Regions from separate parts of the Sus scrofa genome. Here regions 1 and 3 are each linked to region 2. Evidence: chromatin contacts called from public Hi-C and HiChIP or PLAC-seq data. All regions are on one chromosome and are shown on one strand. The core of a region is the stretch at or near the end of the contact, and the rest is flanking DNA. Distances in the headings are between cores, read along the strand shown.

The links. A called contact is a pair of places that touch in the nucleus more often than the background predicts. HiChIP or PLAC-seq counts read pairs in DNA pulled down with a chosen protein or histone mark.
Region 1: a contact with region 2 is called in a Hi-C map of alveolar macrophages, with 3 times the contacts expected there. The contact joins two enhancer-like sites. A contact is called at or near these places in 1 of 5 promoter capture datasets (liver), 21 of 47 Hi-C or Micro-C datasets (alveolar macrophages, blood, embryonic fibroblasts and 11 more) and 2 of 2 datasets of contacts at active chromatin or transcription factors (alveolar macrophages and skeletal muscle).
Region 3: an H3K27ac HiChIP or PLAC-seq map of alveolar macrophages shows a contact between it and region 2. The contact joins two enhancer-like sites. A contact is called at or near these places in 10 of 47 Hi-C or Micro-C datasets (alveolar macrophages, embryonic fibroblasts, fetal skeletal muscle and 5 more) and 1 of 2 datasets of contacts at active chromatin or transcription factors (alveolar macrophages).

Annotation. Positions count from the first base shown.
Region 1 is chr14:99,502,128-99,506,037 of Sscrofa11.1, forward strand. No RefSeq gene overlaps it. Among named protein-coding and RNA genes, the nearest start is that of MINPP1, 70 kb to the right of the region's middle. Within about 2 kb of position 1,689, at least 8 of the 83 cell types and tissues checked have an H3K27ac peak or open chromatin away from gene starts, as enhancers often do. A contact at or near this core is called in alveolar macrophages and fetal liver, where this site is marked.
Region 2 is chr14:99,393,424-99,397,197 of Sscrofa11.1, forward strand. It overlaps a transcript of SGMS1 not described here. Among named protein-coding and RNA genes, the nearest start is that of SGMS1, 180 kb to the left of the region's middle. Within about 2 kb of position 1,343, at least 25 of the 83 cell types and tissues checked have an H3K27ac peak or open chromatin away from gene starts, as enhancers often do. A contact at or near this core is called in alveolar macrophages, fetal liver and retroperitoneal adipose tissue, where this site is marked.
Region 3 is chr14:99,484,606-99,488,354 of Sscrofa11.1, forward strand. No RefSeq gene overlaps it. Among named protein-coding and RNA genes, the nearest start is that of MINPP1, 88 kb to the right of the region's middle. Within about 2 kb of position 1,821, at least 3 of the 83 cell types and tissues checked have an H3K27ac peak or open chromatin away from gene starts, as enhancers often do. A contact at or near this core is called in alveolar macrophages and retroperitoneal adipose tissue, where this site is marked.

The sequences.
Region 1 (3,910 bases), core at 439-2,938, 110 kb after region 2:
AATCTTTACATCCAACATATAACTCTGAATAGCTTGTTCCTCCCTAGCCACACAGATGATAGGTCTGCACGTCCAGCTCATCACTAGCAGGGGGGAAAGGCAGAGGGTGGTCACAGGGAGGGAGTGGGTGATCTATCCTTAGCTGGATAGCTCAACTCGGAGGAGTTCCTGTCATGGCCCAGCGGAAGCGAATCTGACCAGCATCCACGAAGACACAGGTTTAATCCTTGGACTTGCTCAGTGGGTTAATGATCCGGCATTGCCATGAGCTGTGGTGTAGGTCTCAGACACAGCTCAGATCCTGCATTGCTGTGGCTATGGCATAGGCCAGCAGCTACAGCTCTGATTGACCCCTAGCTTGGGCACCTCCATATGCTGCAAAAAGAAAAAAAAGAAGACTCAAAACTCATGTTCTTAGGTGTGTAAATGGTAGCATTCTCTTTTCACTTATTAGAATATTTTATATTTCACTTAGGTGAAAGAGAAAGACAAATACAAGTATAATATCACTTACATATGGAACAAAAAATACAACAAACTAATGATTATAACAAAAAAGAAATAGACTACAGATATAGAGAACAAATTAGTGGTTTACCAGTGGGGAGAGAAAAGGGGGAGGGGCAATATCAGGGTGGGGAACTAAGGTACAAATTATTATGTATAATATAAGCAACAAACATATATTGGATAACATACTACCTTACCATTTTATAATAACTATAAATGGAATATAACATTTAAACATTGTGAATCACTATATTGTACACTTGTAACTTGTATATTATACATCAACTATACTTCAATAACAATTTAAAAAAAGAATATTTTGTATTTATATATAGATGCTCTTGTAAGAACCAAGACTAATATCCATGTCTTTAGTTATCTGCTACCTCTATATAACAGAAAGGGAAGAAGCATTGCCCTCGGTTTCCTCTGAGAAACTTAAAGGATACTGCTAAAATTATTTTAGAAGCTTTAAAAATGGGTGGTCAGGAGTTCCCGTCGTGGCGCAGTGGTTAACAAATCCGACTAGGAACCATGAGGTTGCGGGTTCGGTCCCTGCCCTTGCTCAGTGGGTTAAGGATCCGGCGTTGCCGTGAGCTGTGGTGTAGGTTGCAGATGCGGCTCGGATCCCGCGTTGCTGTGGCTCTGGCGTAGGTCGGTGGCTACAGCTCCGATTTGACCCCTAGCCTAGGAACCGCCATATGCCGCGGGAGCAGGCCCAAAAAATAGCAACAACAACAACAAAAGACAAAAAGACAAAAAAAAAAAAAAAAAAAAAATGGGTGGTCAATACTATTTTAAATATGGAAAATTAAAATCAAGAGTCATTATAATCTGGCAATTTAAGGACACAACTTTGGGCTTTGAATCATGAGACAAGTTAACAGAGAATGCAATGGTCTAGAAAGTAGACAATAAAATGGAAGCTATTTTTACATTTTAGATAATGCCCTCTAGAAGTATTTTGCTTTGATGTTTAAATAACTCCCTGATTTTCCAGCTTATTAGTAATTTATTATTTTTTCTGATTATAAAAGTAGTGCATATTCATTAAACATTTAGAAAATACACTAGTGTGATAATTTGGCTTGAGTGAGAGCTCAGTTAACCTGCACAGAGATAACCGTGTGGTGTGAGACAACATTGCCCCCTAGAGGTCTGTGGTGTGCGGCCGAGAATGCCCAGCAGCTTCTCTCTGGTCTCAAGACTAGTGGGTGCTGAAGCCTGTCTGATTTCAACTGGAGTAAGGAGTCCTGTGGGCGGGAACTTTGTCCCTGGTCTACAGTGTGCTTGACTCAGGGACAGACCTGTCTGATAGCCTTAGGTTCCTCCTGGAGGCTGGAATGGAGGGAGAGTCATTGGCCCCTGAGAGAAAACAGTATGAGTGAGGATCAAGTCTGTAGTGTCAGCAAGATAGTGGTCAGAGGGAGCAGTATTAGGTTGTTCCCCTGAGGCCCATTCCTGCCTGTGAATGACAGGAGGAAAGGTGTCACCAGGAGCCACCAGAAAAGCAGCTGGAGATTGCCTGGTGACCAAGGTGAAAGCAGAGTCTTTGAGTTGCGGGTAGCGCAGCACAGTGGGCAACAGGGGGGCAGGAAGTAGAATCCTCAGACATTACAATAGAGGAACCTCATAAATACACGAAGCTGCTCTGACTTCATGGTTCTGCTCTTATAAGAAAAACCTAGAGGGAGAGGGTTCTCTGGACAAGACTAGATATTTATAGTTGATAGAAGAAGTAGGGCCTCTGAGCACTAGAATTTATGTAATTACTGTAAATTTAATATGTTTTTACTCATTGCTTGGTGATGTCAGGAGCCATCAAGTTTACACAGAAAAAGAAGGGAAAAAAAGCCTATCTATAAGCCAATCACAGCAAGAAAACCACTTTTTATCATTTTGGTATATTTCCTTCCAGTCTTATTCTTATGCGTATTTTATACTATGTATATAATTTCATTTTCTCCTTTCTCCTTTATAATATCAGCACTTCCCTTTGTTATTAAAAATGCTTTTAACACTGGAAAAACGGATAATTTTTTATGATCATAGCACCACATGGTCCAGTAATCCCATTCCCACATATTTACCCTCTAGAAATAAAAATTTATGTTCACACAAAATCCTGTACACAAATGTGTATAGTAACTCTATTCATCACCAAACACTGGAAACAAACCAAATGTCCCTCAATAGGTAAAATAAATAAACTATATAATATCAATGTATTGGAATACCACTCAGCAGTAAAAAAAAAGAACTACTGTTATGCACAGCAACACTAATGAACCTCAAAGACATGCTGAGTGAAAAGAAGCCAGTCCCAAAAGGCCAAAGTGCATGCCAATGATTCCTTTCACAAAACATTCCTGAAAAGATAAAACTATAAATACAGAAAACTATCCTAGTCGTCAGGCCCTGGGGGGAGGGGGCCAGCATGTGATGACAAAGGAATAGCACAGGGAGTTTTTTTTTGGGTGACAGAAGAGTTTCTTATCATGATTTTGGTGGTGGTTATACAAATCTACAAATCTACATGGATGCTGATATTCGTAGAACTGGTCACATTTTGAAAAAGGTCAATTTCATTGCATCCTAATTTTATAAATAAGATGGGTTGAAATGCCTTTAAACCACAGTTTAAAGTAACTTTTTAATAAACATTCCAACAAGAAGCTTGTGTCATAATTTATTCATCTCTTCACCTGCTGCAGAACTGTTGGATTGTTCCTATCTCTGTATAAATAAAGCTGTATTGAAGACTTTAAGGAATACATCTTTGTTGAGAGTTAAGAGTCCCAGAGTAGAATTACTGAGATGATGTATAAGTATTTTTAGAACTCTTAGTATATGCTCCCCAGCTGTTTTCCAGTCGGAGTTGTATCAGTTGACCTATCTACTGGCAGTGTCTGAAAATAGGTGGTTTGGATATTCTTAAGTATGTGCAATTAGAAGACTTATTCAGGGTTGTATGGAAGATCACTGTTGGGAAGAAGGAGAATTAAGAGAAGCAAACACAGGTGAGTGTTTAGACCAAGAGAGAAACTAGACCTTCAGACCTGAAGACTGTCTGATTCATATTTGTGTGTGTGTGTATTTTCATGGCCGCACCCAAGGTATATGGAAGTTCCCAGGCCAGAGACTGAATCCGAGCCTCAACTGTGATCTATGCTGCAGCTGTGGCAATGGTGGATACTTTAAGCCACTGCGTTGGGCTGGGGATCACACTTGTTCCTCCACAGCGACCCAAGCTGCTGCAGTCAGATTCTTAACCCAATGTGCCACCTCAAGAAATCTTTTTGTGCTTTTCTTATAATGCCAACTTTGCTCCTTACCTTTCTTTGTCCCAGTAGCTTTCAGGATTGATTTTTATATACTTATTTCTCCTTCCTCCTCTCTT
Region 2 (3,774 bases), core at 93-2,592:
TCTCAAATGGCAGAGCCAAAACAGAACACAAGCCATCTGGAGCCAAAGCTTGCTGCCGGACTAGAAGATTTCTGGGGTTCCTTCCCGCTCAAACCCTCTATGACTCTCACATTCTAGGAATGAGCTGTGCTTATCTAGTCACATTTATGCCAGTTTTTTTGTAGGTGCTCAGTGCCCTTCACAAGTAACAAATCTTTTAGGAGTTACCATTGTGGCGCGGCAGTAACAAACCCAACTAGTATCCACAAGGATGCGCCTTAATCCCTGGCCTCGATCAGTGGGATCAGTGGGTTAAGAATCTGGCGTTGCCATGAGTTGTGGTGTAGGTCACAGACGGGGCTTGGATCCTGCATTGCTGTGGCTGTAGCTGTGGCTGTGGCCAGAAGCTACAGCACTGATTTGACCCCTAGCCTGGGAACCTCCCTATGTTGAAGGTGTGGCCCTAAAAAGCAAAATAAAAAAAAAAAAAATTTTTAAAAAGAGTAACAAATCTTTTATCTTCGTACACTGAGAGATTCAAAGCAGCTACCAAGACCCTGACTTTAACAAAAAAATCCATGTGGTAATTCAGATGTTTCTTGATGATTCAACTCTCAACTGATATAGGAAGAACTGAGTTACTAGCTAAATTCAAAGGCGGAAGGATGCAGGACAAAGAAACATTTGGCTTTCAGAGTATGTGAGGCTGGAAATACTTCCACAAACAGTTGCCAGGCTCACTAGCTGGTCTCTGCTGACCACTATTTCAGATGAGCTCACACCACCCCCACTGAGGACTCCGGAAGTTTGCCCATCACTCACAACCAGGAGAAACAAGGAAGGAGAGACTGCAGTAACATCTCCAAGCCACCAGAGAGCATATCCTCATCTGGGTTCAACAGACAGTTAAAAATCTCAGAGTCCAGCCTAGTTGGTGTGCATTTCCTTCTTTCAGATCAACAAATAAGTCTGAGGCCCCAGGCACTCTTTAGTTCAACTTACCCCAACCCAAATGAATGAATCCAACTACCACTTTCTAGATCAGAGATTCTAGGAGTCAGCTGTGCACAAAAGGCCAGGTGACGGCCTTTTGTGATTAAATTGATTAAAATGTAGTTTCCTGGTTTCCATAGCCATAGACTTTGGTTTGGTGGGTATGGGGCTCAGGAATCTACTTTCCCCTAACACTCCCTGCATGCATCCCCTCCTCCCCCAGCACACACACACAAACGCAGCACCCTGTACCCCTGCCATTCACACAGGTAGAAAAAGACCACACTTTGAAAAACACTGTCATGGAAGCTGACATGGTCACTGCTGTGGCCCTTACTAGATGATCCAGCACTTCCAATCAAAAGAAAACCTTGGCAGCAGAGTTCCTGGCAGCTTCAGCAACTCATTCCCAGCATCAAACGTCTGCCTTGAGAACATCAGAGCAGTAATTTCACTCTGAACTACAGGCAGATGCCAGCTTCCTATTAGGCACTTGCAGTGCCTTCCTATTAGGCACTCTGGGGTATCTAATAGCACGTGGTGGGACGGGGTGGGCCACCTGGGCCTCGATATCAGCCCCTGATGGTCGCTGTTTTTGAACCCATCATTCTCTGGCCAGATGGGAGACTGGGGTTGCCACTGTCCCAAGACCTTGTCCACAGGACAGGCACTCTATACACACAGGCCAAGCAGTCTTGTGGCTCCTGAAACAAAATAATCGCACATGGCTAATTCAATTAAAGGAATGCATTATACCATAGTCAAAATGCACCTTGCTAAAATGCCATGATACTGAAACCATGCCAAATCCTCTTATATAACAGCCTCTTTTTATGGAACCTTCTTCCTATGCAATCAGTCCCCTAGTGACTGGGGATTAAGTTACAAGGATCCACAGGTGCAGGGTTTCTGATTACACCTGTGTGTCCTTTGGAATGAAGGTACTGAAAATCCATCTCCAAGTGCCAGAGGTACACAGATGCCAGCTCCCAGGCCAGGCCTGACACCAGGTCTCACCAGGGAAGGCACCACAGGAGGCCGGAGGGGTTCAGCCTAAAAGAGACATAAATACCACCCAGGGTCGTTTCCAACACCGGGCCTCAGGCCAAGCCCAATAATCTTGTTGTTCCACATGAGGTTAAAATGCAGAAGGAACACAACACCCCTGCACCCAGAGACAGTCCTGCTCCAGTGACACAGCCAAGAGCCAGAATCAGGTACAGCCTCCCGGAGACCACAGGTTAGAGCACTGGCTTTCCTGAGTCCCCCAGGAGGACACAGTTAGAGAGGAGAACCAGCAGAAAGAATGCGACACAGTGTGGATGAAAAAGCACCTGCCACAAGTAAGTGACTGGTATAAGGAAGCCACCCAGTGGGGAGGGAGAGGGTCATGCTTGAGAAGAGCACAGAGGAGCTGCTAAAGGGGTGGACAAGGTCTATCTCTTGGCCTGGTAACGGCAACATGTTTACATTGTGACCATCAATATTTATTTATTTATTTATTTTGCTGCATGCATGGCACGTGGAAGTTCCTGGGCCAGGGACGGAACCTGTGCCACAGCAGTGACAACGCCAGATATGGTCATCAATTTTTGTTTTCTGTACTTGGATGAAGGCGTACAAGTTTTTTAAAGGCATCTGCAATATGACTTTACTGTAAGCCCAGTGCTCTGGCTCTGGGGATCACACAGCCCTGACAGCTGCCTCTGACCCTAAGCACCTGTGACAACCAGAACGCAGCGATGCTCTCCACTGGAGACCACACACCAGGAGCAGAGTCCTCTCTCCACAGAGCTCTCCAAATTCCACAACTCAAACGTAGTGCGAGCCAATGGAGCCCTTTATAGACAAGGAGAAGGAACATAGGAAAATGGGAATCACTTGCAGGTAATGGATTACAGTAAAACAGTGCTCTATTCATGTAAAGATGTCACAGAACACAAAGAAGGTGACAAGGGCCGGTAAGCAAATAGCTAAAAAGGCAAGTTCACGTCGGGGTGTCCTGAGTGCCCTTTCTGGTCTTGTGCCTTGGCCCGTCCTTGGCCAGGACAGCTTTTGCCTATTTCCTGGCACCCACTCTCCCCACCCCTGTGTTATAAGTAATGTGAGCCCTGGGGGCAAAGGTAAGGATAAATTATTTTTTTCTTTTCTTAGATGGACTTTCAACATTGTTTTACCTTTCAAAGTTTTCCCTTTGTCAGCTTTTTATGAACTAAGCAAGGTGTTTATATATTGCCACCTAGCCTTTTCTTCTCTCTAAAGTGAGCGCTGTGGAGTTCCATGGTGGCCTGGTGAGTTAAGGACACAGCATTGTCACTGCTATGGCATGGGTTCAATCCCTGGCCTGGAAATTTCTGCAGGCCACAGGCACAGCCAAATACAAATAAGTGCTGAAGGGCAGAAAGAGTCTTTCTCAACTCAGAAGCCCCAAACTTAGCACACTTTGTAGAACCCCTTACATACAGGTTTGGTTTTTTTGTTTTTTGAGGGGTTTTTTTTTGGTCCTTTTGTCTTTTTAGGGCCACAGCCATGGCACATGGAAGTGCCCAGGCCAGGGGTCCACTTGGAGCTGCAGTCGCCAGTCTATACACGGGATCCGAGCTGCGTCTGCAACCTACGCCACAGCTCATGGTAATGCTGGATCCTTAACCCACTGAGCGAAGCCGGGGATCGAACCTGTGTTTTCATGGATGCTAGTCAGGTTTGCTAACTGCTGAGCTATGACAGGAACTCCCATACAGGTATTTTTGTACAAAACCATGTGTCCAAAACCATCTATACTGACTCTGCTGGGCAAAGCAG
Region 3 (3,749 bases), core at 571-3,070, 92 kb after region 2:
AAGTTCTCGGAGTTCCCGTCATGGCGCAGTGGTTAACAAATCCGACTAGGAACCATGAGGTTGCGGGTTCCATCCCTGGCCTTGCTCAGTGGGTTAAGGATCCGGCATTGCCATGAGCTGTGGTGTAGGCCAGCAGCTATAGCTCCGACTGGACCCCTAGCCTGGGAACCTCCATATGCCGAGGAAGCGGCCCTGGAAAAGGCAAAAAGACCAAAAAAAAAAAGAAAAAAAAATTTAAGAAGTTCTCTTGTGGTACAGTGGGTTAAAAATCTGGGGTTGTCACTGCAGTGGCTTGGGTCACTTTTGTGGCACAGGTTTGACTCCTGGCCTGGGAACTTCCACACATCAAGGGCGTGGCCAAAAAAAATTTTTTTTAAAGGAATACAGTGTGTATTGATGGAGATGAGACTAACAGGAAAAATCAAGCAGGAAAGAAGGAATTCTGGGGGAAAAGCAGGGTCAATGTCAAATGGGATGGTCCGTGAAGTTCACACTAAGAAAATGACATTAAGATAAAGACCCGCAGGAAGTAAGGTAGTGAGCCATTCAGGTGACCAAAGGCAGAAGGAAAAACAGGGCAAAGCCAGGCAGAAGGACCATACCTGTTTGAGAAAAGAGAGGGGACTGGAGCAGCTCGAGTGGGCTCTGTATGGAAAGCAAGGATAAATGAGGTCTGAGAGGTGACTGGATGGGGAGGATAGGCCAGGAAGCATGGTGAGCACTGCCCAATGTTTTAGTGTACAGCTGGGCTAAGGAGGGACGTTCGTGGACCAGCAGCATTGGTATCACCTGTGAGCTTATTAGAAATGCAGGCTCAGGCTCTGCCTTTGAAGCAGAACTTGGGTTTTTACAAACTGTCTTCGATGTTTGAAAGTGTCTGTCTTCTGGGCTGCATTCCTCTCTGGAGGCTCTAGGAGAGAATCCATTTTCCTTGATATTTTCCAGCTTCAGAACTTGGATTTTTTTTTTTTTTTTGGTCTTTATTTTGCCTTTTCTAGGGCCGCTCCTGCGGCATATGGAGGTTCCCAGGCTAGAAGCTGTAGATGCCGGCCAACGCCAGAGCCACGGAAACTTGGGATCTGAGCCGGGTCTGCAATCTATATACCACAGCTCATGGCAACGCCAAATCCTTAACCCACTGAGCAAGGCCAGGAATGGAACCCACAACCTCATGGTTCCTAGTCGGATTCATTAACCACTGAGCCATGACGGGAACTCAACAATGATGGTTTTTGTAGAAAATGAAAAGCACTGGTATAGAAACTTGTGGATAAAGCAGGACTTTATATTGTATATATACATACATATATATATACACACACACATATATAAATATACACACACACACTTATATCCTATATATACTTACACACTTTCCATCTATCTTTAACCTTACAACTCATTGAAGCAGATACTGCCATTACCCCCACTTCACAGATGAAGAAATCATTAAACAATACAGTATACAGTCAATGTAAAATTTCAAGAATATTACAACCAGTTGGTTTTAAGCAGCACAAATGGAAAGAGAAAGAATTTGGTGTACTCCCAGATGTCTGGCTAAAGCTCTGTCAGAGGCAAGAATTGAATGGGCCCCAGCACCTCTGAGCTCCTAGCTCCCCCCAACACACCAAGAGAAGCTGTCACAAGAGCAAAGACATTTTGATTGCCCCAAGGAGTGAGTGTGTTTTTTTTCTTCACAGGGGAGAGTTGAATCAAGGGAAGTTGGACACAGTCCATCTTTGCCCTACTTCCTGCTTCCTTCCTCACCAATTTCAAGCCATTTAGGTTCTGGACACCAGCTTCCTCTTCCTTTGATTAAGGCTGGTTGCCTCATCCACTTTGGCCAGAGATTGGTTGCTTCACATCTTTCGGTTGTCACGTCCGCCAGCAGATTCAACTCTTTATATTTTTTCATATTTGACTGAGAGTCCCTTATGGAACATAACATTACTTTTTGGTCTTCTGTGCCTAGGACAGAGGCTGAGATTGAAATGTTTGAAAGGAATTGGATGTCCATCTGCTGGGGCAGACTACAGGTGGGCCACGAGAGATTCTCTTCTCAGATCTTGCAGTCAGGCAACTCCACTGTATACAACTGTTATGTTTCAAAGTTTGGTGGTAGGGGGGAACTGGGCTAGCACTGTAATTTTCTTTTAGGAGTCTTCTGAATTTGCTCCCCTTTGTAAGATGTTGCATCATCAAATCAAATAAAGTCAAATAAAGTGTAGCTGGTCCTCTGTATTGGTAGGCTCTGAATCCACAGATTCAACCAACTGCAGAGGGAAAATATTAAAAAAAAAAAATTCCAGGGAGTTCCCACTGTGGCTCAGCGGAAATGAACCTGACTGGTATCCATGAGGATGTAGGTTCAATCCCTGGCCTTGCTCAAGTGGGTTAAGGATCCAGCCTTGCTGTGAGCTGCAGTGCAGGTCGAAGATGCGGTTCAGATCCCGTGTTGCTCTGGCTGTGGCATAGGCCACAGCTGTAGCTCCAATCTGATCCCTAGCCTGGGAACTTCCATATACTTCAGATATGGCACTAAAAAGACAAAAAAAAAAAAAAAAAAAAAAAATTCCATAAAGTTCCAAAAAGCAAAACTTCAATTTACCATATGCTGGCAATTACTTACATAGTATTTCACATTGTATTTACAACTATTTATATAGCTTTTACATTGTATTAAGTATCATAAGTAATCCAAAGATGATTTAAAGTATACAGGATGATGTGCTAGGTTATATGCAAATACTATACTTTTATATTAGTATTTGAGTATATGAGTATATAGCATATGAGTACATAGCATATGAGTACCTGTGGATTTCAATATCTTGAGGGGTCCTGGAACTAGTCCCCCATGGATATCAGTGGACAAATGTATGCCCATTCAGTGTATTTGTTCTTCAGTCCTTACTAGGGCTGGGGAACTTCACTTCTTTCTGGGGTGTGAGGTACAGGGAAAATAGCTTTTATTTCACCTCTATAACAATGCTATGATTCTGAATTTAAAAGACCATCACACAGGACTGTTGGTTGGTTATTTTACATCTATTCTACCTTTCCAGGAGAGAAAGTAAATAACTTTTGAAACTTCATTTTTTTAGCCCTGGGAGTTTTTACAAATAAAATGACACGTGTTAAGACAAATTACTTGCCTAAAAATCTGTCACTAACATCAGTTTTGCATAAAAACTATTCAGCAACTGTTACAGTGGCATTTCTTTGTTGGTGGTAGAAATAATGTGTGAGTAGCTATGCTAATTTAGAGGCAATTTTCAAGTTTCATGACTACTTCTAAAAACTATGAGTAGTTCAATAGAGAATATTTGCAAGGGGGTTGTTGGTAGACTTGTTGATTTATTATATCTTGACAGACTGATATGATTGAAATGAATTAAATATTAGACATCTTAATATTTTACATGCTATATGTCATCACAATAGCCAAGTACATAGATCATATTATTGCATTTGGATTTTAAAAGATTGCTATTCTGATAAATACCATTTCATTATTATCTGCTTTGCTCTGTCAAATTAAAAAATATAGTACAGAGTTCCCGTTGCAGCTCAGCGGTAACATATCCGACTAGTATCCACGAGGATGTGGATTTGATCCCTGGCCTTGCTCAGTGGATTAAGGATCTGGTGTTGCTGTGAGATGTGGTGTAGGTCACAGATGCGACTTGGATCCTGTGTTGCTGTGGCTGGCAGCTGTAGCTCCGATCTAACCTCTAGATTGGGAA